Linked DNA regions of Mus musculus: region 1 is linked to region 2. Evidence: chromatin contacts called from public Micro-C data. All regions are on one chromosome and are shown on one strand. The core of a region is the stretch at or near the end of the contact, and the rest is flanking DNA. Distances in the headings are between cores, read along the strand shown. Region 1 holds the start of Cbln4 (cerebellin 4 precursor protein). Region 2 has its middle 24 kb from the start of 1700028P15Rik.

Evidence for each region. A called contact is a pair of places that touch in the nucleus more often than the background predicts.
Region 1: a contact with region 2 is called in a Micro-C map of embryonic stem cells, with 1.8 times the contacts expected there. The contact joins the promoter of Cbln4 here to the enhancer-like site in region 2. A contact is called at or near these places in 1 of 39 promoter capture datasets (the HPC-7 cell line), 4 of 484 Hi-C or Micro-C datasets (embryonic stem cells, nephron progenitors and trophoblast stem cells) and 3 of 9 other capture datasets (adipose tissue, liver and pancreatic islet).

What each region holds. Positions count from the first base shown.
Region 1 is chr2:172,040,526-172,047,100 of GRCm38.p6, forward strand. It overlaps Cbln4 (cerebellin 4 precursor protein), which reads right to left and starts at 2,941. Exons shown (of 3, transcript NM_175631.3): 1 at 1,492-2,941. The coding sequence starts at 1,773.
Region 2 is chr2:171,983,144-171,989,633 of GRCm38.p6, forward strand. No RefSeq gene overlaps it. Among named protein-coding and RNA genes, the nearest start is that of 1700028P15Rik, 24 kb to the left of the region's middle. Within about 2 kb of position 3,133, at least 20 of the 459 cell types and tissues checked have an H3K27ac peak or open chromatin away from gene starts, as enhancers often do. A contact at or near this core is called in embryonic stem cells, where this site is marked.

The sequences.
Region 1 (6,575 bases), core at 1,691-4,190, 57 kb after region 2:
CACAAGAGGCATCCTTTATTAACAAAGTAGAGGTGCCAATTATTGTTGATCAGTAAACACGAAGCTAGCCGCGGACTCTGCAGGGTAATAGAAGCATCCAAGCACGTCAAGATTTATAACTAAGTGTGTCTTGTTGTCTCAAAGATGCACGGCTCCCAGAACAAAAGAAAAACCCCTTTCCTGTTCTAATTGGTGGGAAGGACATTGAAAAGAATGCCCCAGACAAGGATAACACAATGTCCACGAGGCTTCAGCATTTAGATAATGCGCTAAAACACAGACCAGGCTGGCCTTAGGCTCCCTCTCCATCACTTTGTTAAACACTGCACCAAAATCTCTAAAGGGATTACTTAATTCATTTTTTTAAAATTATAGCTATCCCATTCTAAGCCTCTAGGGAGACATCTCTGTCTCTAGCCAGCTGGCGAGTGTCTTACTTAGAATTAAGTCAAGAGCACGAACGTCACCCCGAGTCTTTCCTGGCATGTCCCGAAGCCCCGCTTAACCCGCCTGCGGGACTCGGCATACAACTGTGAACTGTGTGACTTTGGCATAAGACAGACTCCTGGTACTGTTGGGATTGGAACCAAAATGCAGGAGTCAGGGCTTTGCTAAGCTGAATCCCAGGGATTGCTCGTCACTCCTGTCTACAGAGCCCTGAGCAGCTGGGCAGAAGCTGCAGCTTTCATCAGTTTCAGCCCCATCCCCTGGCTGCTACCTCAAAATCTGTGCTTTCTCAGCAAATTACAATGCCCTGGGGGAACCAGAAAGGGAAACCCAGCCCCCAGCGCTTACCTGCCCAAGCTCTATGCAATTACTCCATCCTTTTTCCTCCTGCCTGGGCAACTTTTCTGAGTGGAGCAATAGTGAGAAAGGCTTTTGATCTCTACCAGGCAGGGTGGTGTTAATCCAGCTACCCTGGACCCTGCGGAGTCACCCTAGCTAGAGATCTGGAGATGGTCTCTGACCCCCCCCCCCCCAGAACCACACCCCTAATCATCTGTGTCTACTTGGAAGGGTCCCTGCACCTTGTGGAACCCCAGAGCCTTGTGGAGAGATGAGCCTCCACCTGGAAACACAAGTCAAACAATTCAGACTGTCTAATAGGGCCCCCTCAGAAACGCCTCCAGGGCACCTGCTGATAAGTCTGAGCCAGAGGCCCAACTTCTCTACCAATAGATCTCAGCATCCAGGGACAGTATTCCCTTCAGCCCCTGATGACCTGTTGCTGTTAAACTTGTCGTATCTCCAGGTGCTTTCCTCTGCGCTCCCAAGCCACCCACCGCGCAGGCCTGTGCCAAAGACTACGGGACTGAATGGAGGCTGTGGTTGCTGGGGAAGGGAGGCAGCTCTGAGTTTCAAACTGATACCGTCAGTTGATAAAACGATCTCGCCACATCCTATTCATATTAGCTGAATCTGGGCATGCAGCCCCCGATACCCAGAGACCACCCATCCCCATATGCGCTCTGCATCCCTCGGGAGTCTGACCTGATCAAAGTAAATGATGCGAGTCTTGTTGCTCATCTCAGATGGCTCGTGGTTGGTGCTCCGAACCGCCGAAAAAGCCACCTTGGAGTTTGCTGCCCGGACCGATATCCCCAGAGGGGAAGATGATGATCCCTTGGAGTCTGTAGCTGGGTTCGAGTCGCACACCACCAGACACTTGCCCTCCAGAACGATCGGTTCCGTGTCATTCTGTGCCCAGACAGGCAGCACTAGAATCAGCAGAACGGCTGGTACCACGGACAGCGCCCGGCGCGCGGAGCCCATGGTGAGCCGCGTGCGCAAGCGGCAGCCTGGCGCTTCTGCTCCCAGGCGGCGCCTGCTACCCCGGGATCCGGGAGCTCGGGAAGACGCCAGTGGCTAGATCGACAGCGCTGCAGGAACAGCGGCGGCGGCGGCAGCAGCGGCGCGCGCACTTCCACCAATTCTCAGGACTGAAGTCTCCCTTCGAACTGGCTGGCTGGCTCTGTTACCTTTGTCCTTTAAGGAGCTCATGCAGAACTCCTACCCTAACTCCTCCACCCCCAAATCAGTTTTGCCTGGGGCCACGGCACCCACACTTGTCCCTTGACATCTAAAAAGTCTCCAGACCCTCTCAGTCACACCTCAAAAGAACAAAATAAATTCTCACCCCGAACCCAAGCACTCCTGGTGAAGCACAGAGCTGAAGACACAGAGGGGACTCCGCGAGTAAACGCTAGCAAAGGTGGCTAGTGCCGAGCGGTGCGGGTGTCGGTCCTGTCCGAGGGACTCTGGTTGGCGCAGGAACAAATTACAGAGGCAGGAGGTGTTTCCGGGGATGAGAAGAATGCCAGGTTATGTCCATGGCTAGGATGCTAGCGACTTCCACTTGCGCTTGGTCAAAAATTCCCCCAAAGCCCGGTGTCACTCCGACGCAGGTAGGCGGCAGCTGAGTGCCCGTCGCCAAAAGCAGTTCTAAGGTGCAGGGCGCCTACTGCCCTGGGTTCCCGCGTCCCTGCGCACAACTTTGTGTCTCAGCGTGCAGTGCAGCCGGAGGGACAGCGCCGAGAGGGCACCCGCGCGCTATTTATAGGAGTGCTGCCTGCAGATGGCTTTGGCTCGCCCGCTCATCCCGTGGATCCCCGGAAAGCAGAAAAGGCGTCCGTTGACCCCAGCGGAGCAGCGCCTGTGTGACGTTGAACGCACCCGGACAGAGCGGGACGCACGGCGCTGCCGGCTGCCAAGGTCTGAGGTCACTTGATCCCCCCGAAATCGCACTTTGTGTACCCAGAGGATGATGCTCACCTGCCTGCACCTGCCAGGGGTCCGCGGCTGCTCGCCGCCAGCTCCACCTGGACCCGCAGAGGGAGTTGTGGGTCCCCTCACCCTGCCCTGCGCAAGACTCTCTGAACCGAACGTGGCGCTGCCAGCTCAGATGTGGAGATGGAAGGACCTCGGCGAATCTGCGCGGTTTGCTATCTGACGCTAAGAGGACCAGCCAGTGTCCCCCAACTGCGCCTGGTCAGGAGCTTGTCCCACGTAACCCTCGAGCCTGGAGAGCCCAGAAAAGCCCGGGGGCAGTTCTGTGCCCTGGGCGGGGCGGGTGTGGAGGAGGCGCCTGTTTTTTTTTCTTCTGCTCAAGAGGATGAGCCTCGGAACCCACTGGGGCTCGCCTTCTCACGCTGTGCAGCCATCCCAATCAGGGGCAGGAACAATCATAGTGAACAGTATCCCTTAAATGTAACAATTAAAATGCACACCCCGAGAGTACTGCACCCTCTCCCTCTTTGATGTTCCTCCCCTGTGCACTCCACTGCCATCTTGGCCTCTGACTGGCAACTTATTTTCCTTTTCGGAAGCCACGGAAGGGAAGCGGGGAAGCAGAGCTTGGCTTTGGAGTTGGCTGCATGAACCTGACCAAGACCTTAATGAGTGGCCAATACTACCCAAACTAAGGGCCCCGGCTTTCTGGTTCAGTATTCTTTGGGGTCAGGACACTCCCAAATTCCTTGTTGACTTCTCTTGACTTCAGCTGCAGGAGAACAGTGCAGCTATTCTCTAATCAAAACAACGTCCCTGTGGAAGCCACCAGCCACTCAGACCTCCTGATTAGTACGTACTGGTTGCAAATTGTTTAGAGGTTGAGTCATGTCCTTGGGTCAGATTAAGCTTCCCAGATGGTCCTGTGCGTTCTTGGAATGGCGTTCGAGCTCTTCCTCTGCAGAATCCAGACAGACCTACATCTTTAGTCTGATCTCCTAAGGTTCTCCAAGGGAATGTGTGCCGCAAGCTCATGCTGAAATTCCAAGTATTAAGATACAAGATGCCCCTAGGGTTGATCCTTAGCCCCAACTTCTTATAGTGATATAAAGATGTGCTGTCTGGAAACACAGTTGAGGGAGGTAGTCAGTGCAGCTTGTGAGTTGCTGGGGCTCTGGGGCTATGCTATTTGTAACAATGTTGCATATCTTTCATCGAAGCTCTAAAAAAAAAACAGAAAAGCTTGCCAGGCCTTTAGGAGAGTGCCACCTTGACACCACCGTAAACTTCATATAGTTTCTCATCTGACCTTTTCTGATGTCCTTATTCAAACACTGATCACTAGTCATTGCAGTGCCTGTGGCACTTCCGTGGTGTGTGTGGGTGTGGGTGTGTATACATATGTGTGCATGTGTGTGCAAATGTATGTGTATGTGTGTGTAAATGTATATGCACATATGTATGTGTGTATGTATGTGTACATGTATATGTCTATGCATGTTCTATTGTGTGTGCATGCATGTGTGTGCATGTGTGTATGTGTACATGTATATGTCTATGGATGTTCTATTGTGTGTGTGTGCATGCATGTGTGTGCATGTGTGTATGTGTGTGCATGTGTGTATGTGTACATGTATATGTCTATGCATGTTCTATTGTGTGTGTGCATGCATGTGTGTGCATGTGTGTATGTGTGTGCATGTATGTGTATATATGTGTGCATGTGTGTACATGTGAATGTCTGTGCATGTTCCATTGTGTGTGTACATGCATGTGTGTGCATATGTGTATGTGTGGGCATGTGTGTGTGCATGTTGTGTGTGTGTCCACTCGTGTATGTGCACGTGGTCCTGCTCTATTGCCTATTGTTTTACACCTTACTCCCTTGGGACAGGGTCTCTCACTGACCTTGGAGCTGGCTCTCCGTCAGCCAGCCTCAGCAAGCCTCCTGTCTCCCCCTTCTCTGGTGCTGGTGTCATAAGCACGTGCATCCACACTTGGCTTTTCATGTGAGTTCTGGGAATTTGCTAGACCCTCGTGCTTGCAGAGCAAGAGCTTTTATTGGCTGAGCCATCTCCCTGGCTCCAGGGCTGGGTTTGAGACCAGACACTAGAAGAAATTTGGTTCGACTTTTTCTCTTGTAAGGGTAAGAGTGCCTCCTCTGGCCAAGATGAAGAATCCAAGCTAAGCCTTGGGGTTTTGTTTGTTTGTTTTTCAACTGGGAGAAGTTTGAGAAAGAACTCAATTGACAGAGCTGTTAAATAGATAACCTTTATTCTCCTCACAAGCCCCGATATATTCTCTCTGTATTCTTTTCTTCTCTTAGGATTTATTTTCCAAAGAAGCTCTTAGCTAAATACATTTCTTTCTTCTGTCACCGACGGAGTATTTTTGTAGGCCTCAAATCCAGCAGGGGGACTGCATTACAGACCCAGGGGCTAAATGAACAGCGACTGAACACTTCTAAATAGACTGCATCGTATCAGCCATTTGTCCTCTAGTACAAGCTAATTGGAGCGAAACTTCTTCCATGAAACACAAATCCAAAGCTTCAGTCATCTGGGTGAAAGTCTTGGTTCCTTGTTAAAAGAAGTCTTGCTATTCAAGGTGACCTGTAGGTGTGGGATGGGGCATTTCCTGCAGTCACCTGCTAGGAAAAGTTATATGACATTGTGAGCCAATCAGTTATACCTTTCTCCCCTACGGAAGACAGAACTGAGAGAGCTTCAAGGCTGTGGCACTGGCAATCCCTTAAATACCAGAAGTCCATTGGGTATCAGACCTAGACAGACCGCTGAGAGGAGGCTCCCAGACTGTCTTTGTCTGGGCTTGGACCTCAAGGCTGAGACAGCTGTGGGGAAGCACTGTATGCTACAGCCGCAAGGTCAGTACACTCCTCAGCTGTCGCTGTCACGTGGGAGGTGTGCCGAAGCTGCAGCAGAGTTCATTGTTATGGCAGGAGGCTTCCATGCTGGTGACTAAAGCCAAGCCTGGAGGCTGGGGAGTTTTCCAGTTCCTCACTTCTGTCAGGCGAGGTCAGCAGCCCTCTGACCTTGGACTTCCTGAGGCTGTCCTGTTATCCTGCTTCTTGTCACGGTGCATCCTTGCTGAAACCACTGTTGTTAACTCAAACCACAAAAGGCTGGGGGAGAAGGAACTGCCAACTGGGAAATGTCAAATATGCAACACTTGGCTCCTGCCAAGAGATACTAGAAAAGTCCTCTGCCTGGGGCAGGTTTCCTGAATAAGTCTCCTCAGCCCTAGCGCTAACACCTACCTCACCTCCAGCTGCTTCAGGAGAAAGGAATTAAAACCAAGCCCAAGTTGCTTTCCAGATGCTGTCCGAATCTGCCTCCTTTTCTTTCTCTTTTTTCAGTTAAAGATGTGGTATCAGAGATGGCTGAGAAGATTGTTAGAGCCAGAGGTGGTGAGTGACTAAAGGGCAATGGTATATCTCCAGATATAATGGGGCAGTTCCACAAATGAACTCTCAGTGGCCGTGACAGTGTGCGCAAGACCAGCAGGAGCTCAAGGCAGACCGAATCCCAGCATGAAGTGTGAGGTTCTTTTGGCGTTTAATGCCTGCTGAGAGAAGGGAGAATCGTTTCCTGTGAGGATGCTCTAGAGCAGGCCCCACACCCAAGAGTATTTGGGCAACACGTATCAGGCTTGATGGGTTCCCTGTGTGTTTCTTAAAGAACAATTAAAAACAGAACACAAAGTTGGGTGCATAGAGAGGTGGGATTGGCTCCAGGAGGAGCAATGTAGATGGAGAGTATCAAAAATACATACTCAAAAATAATTAAAATATTTTAAAGTGTGGTACTAGAAAACTTACCATCTGTGAA
Region 2 (6,490 bases), core at 1,883-4,382:
ACACCTTTAATTCCTGTGTGTGCAGGTATGTATTTATATGTGTCTTTTACATGGGGATGTTGGAGGACAACCTCAGGGATCTATCCTTCCTCAGGAGTCTTTCTCCTTGTTTTAATGAGATAGAATCTCCCATCGTCCTATAGCTCATGGAGTAGCCTGGGCTGCCTGACCAGGAACTTCTTTTGCTGCCCCACAAGCATGGAACTGGGAGTGTATAACACGAGGACATGTCCAGCTCTTTTACACAGATCAGTTTTTTAAAGACCCGACTCAACCTCTTATGGTTGGATAGCAAAACTTCACTGATTCCACTCTCTCCGGCCCCAGCAATCTTCATCCCCACAAACATTTACTACAGGTGCTGTTGTTTCCCTTGCTTAACAGAGGACACTAAAGCTTACCAAGGCTACAAGGCAAGTGGAAGACAGATCTAGTACACTCGGAAGGGTTGGGTTTTGCTGAAAAAGTTCCCCAACAACACTGCTGTTCATGAGTCCAGAGCCGATTTCTTTCTGCCCACTGCATAGCACACAGCTTCCGTTGTCCAGTTTAATGCCTAGTACAAGATAGCTGTGTGGGCTCAGACGCTCACATCTGTATTGCAAGGAGCATGGAGGAGAGAGGAGAAAATGGAAAGGTAAAGATGTCTCCTCCTACCCTGAAGAGTAAGCCCTTAAAGGAACGTGTGGAAGGTTCTCATAAAGCTCCACTCACTCGCCTCATTAACTGATGGAACCATAACAACCAGGAACTAAAGGGGAAATGAAGTTTCTCCATCCCAGGGTAGCAAGCTAATCCCACAGTAGCAAGGAAACAAAGAGCACAGTTCTTTAATGGTCCTTGTACTGGCTGGTTTTGTGTCAACTTGACACAGGCTGGAGTTAACACAGAGAAAGGAGCTTCAGTTGGGAAAATGCCTCCATGAGATCCAAAGGTAAGGCATTTTCTCAATTAGTGATCAAGGGGGAAAGGCCCCTTGTGGGTGGGACCATCTCTGGGCTGTTAGTCTTGGGTTCTATAAGAGAGCAGGCTGAGCAAGCCAGGGGAAGCAAGCCAGTAAAGAATATCCCTCCATGGCCTCTGCATCAGCTCCTGCTTCCTGACCTGCTTGAGTTCCAGTCCTGCATCCTTTGGTGATGAACAGCAGTATGGAAGTGTAAGCTGAATAAACCCTTTCCTCCCCAGCTTGCTTCTTGGTCATGATGTTTGTGCAGGAATAGAAACCCTGACTAAGACAGTCCTCTTTCAACCTTCCATCCTGGATGGAAAAGGCAGCTCAATCCCCTTCCTAGAGCAGGTAATTGGCACCAATTTCTTCTACATTTTGTATGGTTGCTTTTATTTTTGAGACAGAGCTTCATACAAAACAGGATAGCCTCAGACTCACAACATAGCCAAGAATGGCCCTGAACTTCCTATCCTCCTGCCTCTACCTCCGGAATGCTGGGGTTACAATCACCATACTACCATGTACTGTTTCTGTGGTGAGGGAGACCAAACCCAGGGCTTTACCCACAGGAGGCAAGCACTCTACCAACTGAGCTAGCTACCTCCAGGCACAGACATCGGCTCTAACTCCAGTTCAACTGCTCCAGCGGCTTTCCACGTTCCCACACTTCAATCCAGCAGGGACCAAATACCCATGTGGGTACTGCCAACGTCCCCAGCTTGCTTTTTTCATTCTTCCCTGTTCTGTCTGCTGAGCAGAGCTATGCCTTTGCCATCCTGTCATCTAACAATCTGAAACATTCCTGCTCAATTTCTATGTAAAAGCTCAGCTTTCCAGTTCTTCACATACTCCTTAGGAAGAACTAGCCTTGGCTAAAAGAACCCAGCCCTCCCTCCCACCATCTGCCCTTATCCCTCCCTCCCACCATCTGCCCTCATCCCTTTGCACTGAGCTGAGCTCTGAGGAGCTGGCGCACAGTGACTCCATCATTCATAGATCTCTAGCACCATAGTGGCTTCCATATAGCAGGTGTGTCTTGTGTTTGCCCAGTCCCCATGCAAAGCACCATGACAGCAGATTGTGTGTGGTTATTAGGTCTGTGCCTCCACCCCCCCCCCAGGAGGTTCTGAACCATATCACTCTGAACATCTTTTCAGCTCCCCACTGGCTTATGTCCGAAGCTTACTGATGTATCTTGCCAGGCAAAGGCCCTTCTACTTCACCACCAGTTGTTGGGCCCCATTACCTACCACCTGCCAGGCCTGTTTGAATCACGAAGACATGGAAGACATAACACTTAATTCATTCGGTGCCCTTGGGCCCACCAAACCTTTACTTCACCAACCTGTTAAACTTTCCGTTCAGAGCGTCACTATCCATGAGTATGCTCTCACCCTCTCAAAAAAAGAAAATGGAGGGTAAAGTGAACTTTTCTCATGATTTCTTTGTGCTTCATACAGGAGAGTACAGCTCAGGTCACTTGGAGAGCAGGGTGACCAGAAGCCAGCACTCAAACCATGTCCCCTGAAAGGGCCCAACTCGGTGTGACTCCCAAAAGGTGAGTAGTTTAGCACCATCTCCTGAACAGAAAAGTCACTTTGCTGACCCATCTCCAGAGACATCCTACAAACGGGATTTGCTCTTTGTTGGAGCTCTTGGGTGTGTTTAGGGGAAATGTCTTATCAAGTGTGTTTACAACAAAAGTCTCTCTCCAAACCTGGCATGGCCCTTCACATGATAAAAGCAACTCCACCTGTGGAAGGAGGTGGGCAGGGAAGTAGCCATCTGAGAAGCAAAACCAAGAGAGAGGACAGGGTGGAGGTCTCTGGGGACACCTGTCTTGACATTTCTCTCGACTGATTGTGCTGCGCTGCGCGCTGGGCTGCTCTACAGCTTTCTTTGAGCTGCCTCTTTTAATCCTAAAGTGTAAAATAGGACCCCTGCTGTGAGGAGTGGGCCTTGGGACACAAGGTTGCCTTTTTGTCTGTTTTTACTGTTTTATAATTAGCGAACAAAGAATCAGGTTTCACTGAGCCATTTTTGTTGGTTTTGATCTCCCTTCTCTGTCTCCCCAAAGCCTTACCCCCAACCCCTGTGAGCTGCTTCCACCCAACTCCACCCCCTTCCAGGGCACAGGAACTCACCATCTTCTCTCTCTTCTCAGCCCACCAGCCGCCAGCTCCCTCCCCACCCCGTCCTGCTCATGGTCCGCATTCCTTTCCTTACAGCCACAGGCACACATGCATGACAATAAAAGCTAGGTTCCAAGAATGACACCTAGGATTTGTTTCTCTGGCCTGGATTACCTCTTTTAATATAATAATTTCCAGATCTGCACATTTTTTCCCAAAAATGTTATAATCAAAAGGCAAAATAAGGAGGAAGCAGAGAAGGAGGAGGAAGGAGGGGCTAGTAAACCCACACACCTGTCAAACCACTGCCCATCTTTAACCTAATTCCTGAGGGAAGGCAGCTACATTTGTTTATATGTTGTTTGTAATCCCCACACCAGGGGCGTGGAGAGACCAGCAGATGCTTGGGGCTTAATAGTCAGCCAGCCTATGCTAATAGGTGAACTGCAGACCAGGCCAGTGACAGACTTTGTCTTAAAAGTCAGCCAAGGTAGAGCCTGAGGTTAGCCCCTGGCATAGGTTTGTACAACACACACGCAGGCGCGTGCACACACACACACAAATATGGCCACACCCATTGGAAAATATCCCCTAGGCCAAATTAGCTGAACCTGCTGAAATCCTCAGTTAGGACTCAATCAAACTCCTCACCGGGATAGTCAATGCTGATGTGCCTCCTTCTGCTGATTGTGCACACAGCACAAGCGCATTGCCCCCTGTGGGGTCAGAGGCTGCCATGCCCTACATAAACAGGGACAATGCTAACAAAGGCAGGTCAGGCCCAGCCCATGCTCACCAATAACGGCTGATTTGTGAGAGGAAAACTAAAACAACTGCCTCCCAGAGACAGCCCTTGCAACCCACCAGATCCACAATTAGAGCTGAACTGTGCAATCTTTGCATTTAAAGGGAAATCAATGGCATTGATCGGATCAAATAAGAGCAGCCACATATGAACGCATGACACTTCTGAAGGCTGCAAAACGCTGTTTTAAGAATAAAATCAGTGTGGGTGTCTTGGAGCCATAGACAAGGGGAGGGGGTGCCCAGCAGGGAAGCTTGGGACTTCTGATTTCTGCCAGACAAAGGGTGCAATTGCTGTGGGTGAGCTCTTGGCTGGTGACCCAGGTTTGTCTAAGCCCTCAGCAGCCGACATTTGTCGGTGGATTTTATTTAACAGTAAGGACTTCAATGGTTTTCTTACCCTCTTTCCTGGGGTTCCACACAGCAGTCAATTAAATTAGCCCCAAACTCGAAAAGACACCAAAGTAATCAGTTTATGGGGATTTAGAGCACAGGGGCTCCAAGGCTGGTGGGGCCAGGCACTCCAGTCTGCAGTCACTGGGCTCTGGAATTACATCCTGCTTCCTCCAAAGGGAACTTGTGGCCAGCGGGGCCGGCAGGGCTGCATGTTATCTTCAGCTTTAGGGGTGTCCTTCTCAGCCAGCTCCATCCACACTTCAGCCTCAGGGGTGTGAGTCTCTGGGAAGCTATTGCTAAGGACTGTAGGGTTGTCCCAACTCCCCAACACCAATAGACATGATAAAGCGTGCTCCTGTATGGGAGTCACAATGAATCATGCAAACACATCGGCAGGAAAGCCAAGCTGAAAAGGTGACATGAAGAGTTGACTTCTCAATCGACCAAACAAACAAAAACCTTTTTTTTTTTAAAGTAGTTTTAAAAGTAGTGAGGCCTGGGGTGAGGCTCAGTGTGTAAAGTGCCTGTCCTTCATTCTGTGATTCCCAACCCTGCAGGAACCAGGCGTGGTGGTTGGTGCACAGCTATAGGCCCAGGACTTGGGAGTGGAGGCAGGAGGGTCCGAAGTTCAAGGTTATTCTTGGCTGCATAGTGACTTTGAGGCCATCTTGAAACACAAAAGACACTGTTTAAAAAAATAATGAGAGTAAGAAGCAATGCATGAAGCCTTCATATTTGGAAAAGTTGACCAGGCCAGGCATCAAAAAACTGCTTGGGAAATATTTATTGTCAAGCAATGATGCTCTCTTCAAACTTCGACTTCAGAGGAAGCCCTCAGGAAGCCTCCGAGGGGCGAGGTTTCCCACACAAGCCTCCGAGGTAGAGTTTCAGGGTTATCTAAGTTACGTGGAGGTGCGGGCTTTTATGTTGCTTCGATGGTAATGAAATAAGCCGAGACATTTCCATCCCTTTATTAGCGTTTCCATTAAATCTGATGCATGGCGATGAGCATGGCCTTGAAAGAAGAATTGAGGACGAGCTAGCTGCAGCCAATTTTCATATCTCTAAACGAAAGTGAAGTGGGATGAACACTGTAATGCAGAGAATAAATCCCAGGATCCCAGCGAATTTATCTCAAGAGCTGAATCGCAGAGCTACAAATAAATAGCTAAACTAAATAAGGGGGGGGGGGAGGCCATAAAAGCCAAGAGCCGTAGCTTTGGATTTGTGGTCGGAGTGTACAGGTGTGTGTGCACACCTGTGGAGGTCAGAGGTCAGCCTCCGGCGCCATTCCCAAGGACTGCCCTGTCTGTGCTGAGACAGATTCTTTCGCTGAACCTAGAGCACACAGTTTCAGCTAGGTTGGGGTGTCAGGTGAGCCCCAGGGATCTGCCTGTCCCCGCCTCTGGAGCCCCCGGAACCATAGCATACACCTTCACGCTCAGCATTTTACCTAAAGATCACACTCATATCCTCCTGCTGAACACAGCACTAACGGAGCCATCTCTCCAGCCACATAGTGTTGTTGTTGTTAACAAATAAATTCATTAACTGATTCAAATGATAGTTGGAAGCACCTACTGTGTGTCAGACGCCACTCTATGTGCTGCAGAGAACAAAACAGACAGAAAGCCTGTTGCCGTCTGGCTGACCTTCTGCGGGAAATGTAACAGGCAAGTAACAGGAGCAGATCAGTACTCAGATGAAGCCACAGAGCTGCAGGGGCTCGGGAAGCCCTTCTCTTCTGTGATGGTCCCCTTCTCTGCTACACGGACCCTGCAGAGGCTGGTCCTCAGCCTCACCCCATCACTAAAGCAGCAGGAAGGGTAGAGGACAGCTGGTACCAACCTCCTTCCCCACACCTTGTGCGGATGGCAGAGCTGGTACGGTCATTCCTGACTCCACAGAGGTTACACCTGTCAGGAAAGCCTGGGAAGGAGAGGAGGGGAGGTGGACAATAGGGTAGAAGCCGATTGTCTTTATTGATACCTCAGAGAGAGAAGAGAGAAAGAACAGCAAGTGAAAACAGGCATTCTGGTTTGTTTTCTGTTGCTTCAATAAATGTATCATGGCCGAACTTGGAAAGTGTCTGTTTGGCTTACAGGTTCCAGTTTATCATCCAGGGACCCCAAGGCAGGAACCTGGGTGCTGAATCAGAAGCAGAGGCCACGGGGGAGTGCCACTTACTGGTTTCATTTCCATGGCTTGT